Linked DNA regions of Rattus norvegicus: region 1 is linked to region 2. A link is a contact called in public Hi-C data. All regions are on one chromosome and are shown on one strand. The core of a region is the stretch at or near the end of the contact, and the rest is flanking DNA. Distances in the headings are between cores, read along the strand shown.

Region 1 (3,039 bases), core at 507-3,006, 33 kb after region 2:
ATCTCATTTAGCTGGACGGTGCTTTTAGGGAAATGTATTCAAACCTCCACTTGATTTGCATGAGACACTGGAAGGTCTGTAAAGATGGTAAAACTTCCCAACTCAAATCCAAACTGCTCTCTGGGGTGGGCCTCCTTGAAGATCAGTCCCGAGGCAACCTGTCTGGACAATCTTATTTCCCTTCAGCTCTCAGACCGGGAGTCAGAGAGGAAGAGATCCTCCAGCGATTCCAAGCGGAGGAACCTGTGAGCTTGGCACGTCCCAGGCGCAGCCTGCCAGGCAGGCCTGCATGAAACCAGGGCGGGTTTAGCCTCAGCCTGCCCGGGTCACCAAGCCACTCTAATTACAGTCTGTGGTAGGTGGCAAGGAGGAGTTGTCTTTGGGCGCGAAGCTTCCCCGGCCATTGTATTAGCCTATAAATACTTCAAATACTTAAGTGCAACGTGCAACCTTTGAATGTCGCAGAGGAAGCTGTTGGAACGCCCCTGAGCCCACCCGGAAAGAAGAAATGGCTGGAGTGTCCTTCAAGCAGGGGACAAGGAGACCCGCCCTGTCAATCCCGTTGGAGGTGCAGAGAGGCTGGGGCGTGCCTCCGGAACCCGCAAAACCGTTGAGATTACCCGAGCGATTTGAAAAAGAGAAACCGATTTCCCCGACACATGCCAGAGGGTGGAGGGAGGCGGGAATCTGCAACCCAACGGCGTTTTCAAAGGCCGCTCCCGGGACGCGGGGGTGGCGGCCCGCGGGGAGGCGCGCGCCGGGGCCATGCCGCAGAGCGGCCACCAGCTCGCTTTGTACTTGCGGCCAAGCGCGGCCCCAGAGTTTCGGCGGCGGCCCCGCGGAGTTGAGGCCACGCCCCCTTGCAGTGCGAGTCGCGACCGCGGATTGGTCCGCCGCGAACCAATGGGCGCCCGGGAACGGCCCGGGCTGTCAGCGCGCGCCGCAGCCGGTCCTCCCCTGCGTCCAACCCTGCAGCCCGCGCTGCCTTCCCGGGAGCTCTGCTTAGCGCAGCGCAGCCAGCCTGGCCAGCTGCGCATCCCGGTGCCCGCGCCCTGCCACCACCGCCGTGCTGCGCTGGAGCGCACGGAGCATGGCCAGAGCCGCGGGAGCTCACGTGCTTGGTGTTCGAGGGGCTTGTGAGCATCGGTGATCGACTGTCACGCCCAGACAGACCTGTCTGCGGAGATCGCCCCGAGTCTGCCTAGGCGCGGGTGACACTGCGGCGCGTTTTCAGAGTGACAGCCGCCTCGCGGTTGAGACATCTTGGGCTCCGTGTGCCCTCCGTTTCCCCATCCTCCGCTCTTTTGCTCGAAGATTCACACCGGCAGGCTCCAGAGCGCGACGTGTGCGTCCCCGTAGCCTGTGTCTCTTCCTAAGGAGCCTTCTCACTTCGGAGACGCAATGACAAGTTAATATGGGCGTCCACGCCTCAGTTTCCCAGGAGAAGAATTGCCAGAGGCAGCCTTCCGCGAGAGCCCAGAGCTTCTGAGCAGCCCTCCCGCTGCGACATCCGCGCAGGTGGGACCTGCTGAGGGCAGTGACTAGCCCGCCACCCGGCAGGCGCACTCACTGGATTTCCCCAATTCCCCGACCCGGGGATTTTGTTTTTTGGGTTTTTTTTGTTTTTTCTTCCACTGTTGGTGGGCGCCTCGCGGGCCGAGGCCCGGCGCCTGCTCGGCTGCCCGCGCTGCCTTTAGCGGTCGCCTCCGCCGCCGCTGCCAGGGACGTGCTGGGAAAGCCAAAGCCCAGGGAGAAGATGCCGGCCATCCTGGTAGCCTCCAAAATGAAATCGGGACTGCCCAAACCGGTGCATAGCGCCGCGCCCATCCTGCACGTCCCCCCGGCCCGGACTGGTCCTCAACCCTGCTATCTTAAGTTGGGAAGCAAGGTAGAGGTGAGCAAGACGGCCTACACTAGCCAAATCCCCCTGAAATCGCAGGGGCTGCAGGAGCCGACGGGGGAGGGGCTCCCGTTGCGGAAGAGCAGCTCTCTGGAGAACGGGTTCGATACCCAGGTGAGCAGTGCTGTGTGCTGGGGCACTATTACATGGTGGGAGTGATGGAGGATCCTTCATGAGGGAGGGGTACGGCTGCCTTGAGGAGAGGCTACCATAATGTGATTGGAGAGAGGACGCATACCCCTTATGCTGGCAGATTAGAAGGATACATTGGTCAGTGGGTGTGGCCAGGAGGGACTTAGCTGGCCAGGGTGCCAGAGGTTCTCCTGAGGAGCTCTGCAAAGCTAAGGGGTTCTGGCAGCCAGCTGCTTTTATGGGATTGGAGCAGGTTTAGAGATGCTTTCAAAAACCGAATGCTGGCATCGGAAATGCTAGGGCCATCAATGCTGAGAGCTTGGCCCCAAGGAGTGGTATCTGCTGCTGTGATGTGTGTCTATAGCAGTGCCTCGGGTTGTAACTCGGAGAAGGAGTGGTCTGGTGCCTTGATGAATTGGATATCACCTGCCAGCTGTGAGATCCAGGACAAGGGAACTGAGTGATTGCCCTGAAGTTACCCTCCTCCTAGCTTGGAGATGACTGGTTTCTGCCCCATCTTTAGGGGGAAGGGATTCTGACCAGGTGCTGCCGAGTGCTAGCTGCTACAGACTCCTGGTGACTGGAGTGGCTTGGCTGTCTCAGAATGGCTGCCGAATCTAAGCCCCTCCTTCTTGGGTAGTCTATGCTGCCAGTGTTGGTGGCTCTGGTGATTACGGAGGTGATGGTGTGTGGGTGAGAGAATGGCTGAAAGAGAAATGGTGACTTCTACCTTTCCTGGCAGAGCAGGCATCCCCCTACTGGGCTGGGTGACAGGCCCTGGCCGTGCAATCTCTTTTAAGGAAATCCTGAAGGGCCAATCAGTTTCTCTTGGACTCCTGCCTTCCCTGCTGCCTTCCCCCCTCTTCTGGCAGGAGGGAGCAGGGCCATGCTGTATTTTCTTGGCTGCCAGTCAGCAGGGACTTTTAGGGACAGGCTGACCTGACTGGTGTGGCTGTCCCAGTCAGGAGAGGAGAATCGGGAATCCAGAAGGGGAGGCAGTCTGGAGT
Region 2 (3,228 bases), core at 719-3,218:
TTCTATTGCAAACACCTAAGGTATAAAGAGGCTATTTGACTCTTGGTTTTTGAGGTGTTCTTCTGTGTTCGTTTGGTCCTTTGCTTTGGGGCCAGGGATGCTACCCCACCCCCTAGGGGCTCTTGTGTTTCATACTTACTGCTCAGCTGGTGGCACTATTTTGGAAGGTTATAGAATCTTCAGGAGGTAGACACTTGCAGAAGGAAATGGGTCCCCAGGGGTGGAGTGGGTCCTGGACGTTTTATGCCCAGTCTACTTCCTGAGCACTGGCCACCGTGACTTCCCCACCATTCTAGTCTGTGTCCCTTTGAACCGTGAACCCAATGAAAGCAACTCTCCTTTAAGTGGCATCTCGTCAGGTGTTTGGTCACAGCAATGAGAAAAGTAGCTAACAGGGCAAAGGAAGCAAGAGGAGAGAAGGAAAGACTAAGGTCCCACACACTCTTGGGGACCTTGGCCGCAGTGACCCAAAACCTGTGCCAGGACTCACCTCTTCAAGTTCCCACCGCTTCTCAGAAAGCACCAATGTAGGAGCAAACTTTAAATGCAAGTGTCTCTGGGGGATTTACAATCCAAACTACACACCTAACACACATCAACAGACAGAGGGTCTGACCTCAGGAAGGCCCACCCTTCAGTTTGTGCCCTGGGTCTTGGCACAGAGCTAATGGAAGATTGTATGTCCCCATCTTAGAGGGCCAAACAGTGAGCCTGAGGCTTCTCTTCTTTGCTCCCCTCCCATCAATGTGTACTGAATTCTCTTGTGTCCCAGACACTGAGGAGCTGGGCTGGGGTCTGAGATGAACAGAAGTGGAGGAGAGACAAAAAGAGACCCAGAGGCTATATGTGAGAAGCCATCAGCAAGGAGAGAAGGTTGCAGTGTTGGAAAATGGCAGTGATGAAGGAGAAATCCTGCCGGGATGTGTGCAAAGCAGTGAGCATCCAGCTCCAGAGTCAGACGCTAAGGTTACAGCTTAAACAGAAGGCCCGGATGCTCGGAGAAGCAGGTCTCATTTGCCTAAGAGGCAAAGGGGGTCTGTGGAGAAGCGTCTGGTGCAGTATGGAGCACTAGGGTGCTTACGGAGTGAACCAGCCCTCCCTCGGCCAATCAGAAGCCAGTGGAAAGAAAGTAGACTTTACATTGTGTGGATGAAGATTGATTGACATGGAAAGACTCTATAATGAACTGCTGTGTTCATGACAAAAGAGTCATGACATGTTTGGGGATTTAATTTTCTGTGTATATTTGTGTGTGTGTGTGTGTGTGTGTGTGTGTGTGTGTGTGTGTGTGTGTGTGTACGCGCCAGTGCCCATGAAGTCCAGAAGGAGCCACAGGATGAATCCCAGAGTCACAGGTGGCTGTAGGCCATCTGATGTGAGCCCTGGGAACTGAACTCAGCCCCTCCAAGAGTAGAGCTTGCTATTAACCATGGAGACGTCTCTTCAGTCCTCTCAAACACAAGCCTGGACAACAACTGTTCAACTCAAACACTTGGAGCCAGGGCATCCTTCTGGTGGCTTCAATGCCCTGTGCCACCTGTGGCACAGCCTTCTTTTGCCAATGCTCTCAACATCTGTGATTGTCCCAGTGATTATCTCTGAGTGTCCCGAGGACCAGGGCTTTTCATGTGGAGCACAGTGCATAATACGGAGTGGGCCACTCCCACTTGAAGAATGGGACAGAAGGGTGAGAGGGTGGAAAGTGCTCACCACCAGCTACCCCAGGCTGATGTGTCACCTGAGGGGCGGGAAGGGGTAGAAAGCTCCTCCCATTAGGCTGGGTCTGAATACAGAGAGTAGTTAACCGGGAGATGGGGGATGTGGAGAGGCTCTGGGAGCTTAGATGTCCTCAGGCCTGAACCTCTTCCAGGATGGATTCTGTTCAGCTCCCTCTCCCCGCTTCCCCTCCTGGCTGGGGCCTCTTCCTGCCTTCTTGGCACCAGAAGCTCTGCTGGCTTCTGTCCTGAGCAGTGTGACCTCCTGCCCATGAGTAAGGACTGGGCCATTCCACCGTGACTAAGCTGTCACCTCCCCATTTCCCGTAACCGCCAAGGGAGGACTCACTCTGAATCACTCTTTATTGTTTTGAACTTTTTTTTTTCTGCTCCCAATTTTGAATGTTTGAAGATCAGCTACCCTAGGCAGGCTAACAGAGCTGAATAACTCTGCTAGGAAACTGTCAGACAGCCTTCCCACAAGCTATACATAGGGGAGAGCCGTGGAGTACCCTTACCTGGTCAGAGTCAGCTTTGACCTGCGTTAGAATACTGCCTGTTTCCCTAACTGCTCTGTTTTCTTAGGCTACTCACTTCACCTTTCTGAACTTCAATTTTTCTTCTGTAAAACGGGGGTAATAATGTTTATTCCAGATAATTGTTGTGTTTATAAAGCAACTGGCTACAGCAGGCTTTCCAATACAGATAATTAATAATATATAAATATAAATAAAGTGTGTCTCCTTAGATTCATAATGAACATACCTGCCAAGAAGATGGGTGTCCCAGCTCCCCTATCCACCCGTCACCCCAAAAAGACAATGGTAGACTTCTCAAAGCCACATGTTGGGAATGTTGTATATAACTTAGTTCTGTCAGCAAGCACCAATATTTATTGAGCACTTACTATGTGCCAGGTACAATGCCAAGCACTTTCCATTAAATTATTAAATGAATTAGAGTTAGTTGTGACTGGCAGTGGTTCACTAACTTCCTAATGAGAGATAGGCCCAGGACTTGAGCACAAATGGGGCAATGCCATACACAGAGATAAGGTTCTCTTGGGATGACCCATTGCTAGGGATCACTGTCAAGTAATGATACCGTACTAGGAGCACAAGTGTCATTCGTGCCCAGCCTAATTTGCACAGCAGTTATTCAGCTCCACTGCCCCATAGAGGGAAACTGAGTTTTGAACAGTGAAGAGACACCAAGTCTGCCTAGTGGAGCTGACTGACGAACCCAAGGATCTTCAAATCCAATGTGTTTCCACCACTGTGTGCACAATGGCTGGAGTCAGGATGGACTGACTTGGTCTTCTAGAAGCTCCTTGGCTTGATTGCTTTGTATCCATGGCTTCTGGCCTGCTTCAACCTTCTGCAGTATCTGACTGGGGATAGCAGTGGGATTCCCTTTTTTGTGATAAACATCTCCCTACTTCATACCAGTGGTCTCTACTCTCATAGGCTCTGGTCAGTCTCTAAAATGCCAGGGTTTGGAGTCCAGGAATTGT

Evidence for each region. A called contact is a pair of places that touch in the nucleus more often than the background predicts.
Region 1: a contact with region 2 is called in a Hi-C map of Schwann cells, with 2.4 times the contacts expected there. The contact joins the promoter of Nav2 here to the enhancer-like site in region 2. A contact is called at or near these places in 5 of 12 Hi-C or Micro-C datasets (the A7r5 cell line, the Rat2 cell line, Schwann cells and 2 more).

What each region holds. Positions count from the first base shown.
Region 1 is chr1:108,092,880-108,095,918 of GRCr8, forward strand. Nav2 (neuron navigator 2) reads left to right here and starts at 1,757. Exons shown (of 38, transcript NM_138529.1): 1 at 1,757-2,014. The coding sequence starts at 1,757.
Region 2 is chr1:108,059,708-108,062,935 of GRCr8, forward strand. It overlaps a transcript of Nav2 not described here. Among named protein-coding and RNA genes, the nearest start is that of Nav2, 33 kb to the right of the region's middle. Within about 2 kb of position 1,969, at least 17 of the 93 cell types and tissues checked have an H3K27ac peak or open chromatin away from gene starts, as enhancers often do. A contact at or near this core is called in the A7r5 cell line and Schwann cells, where this site is marked.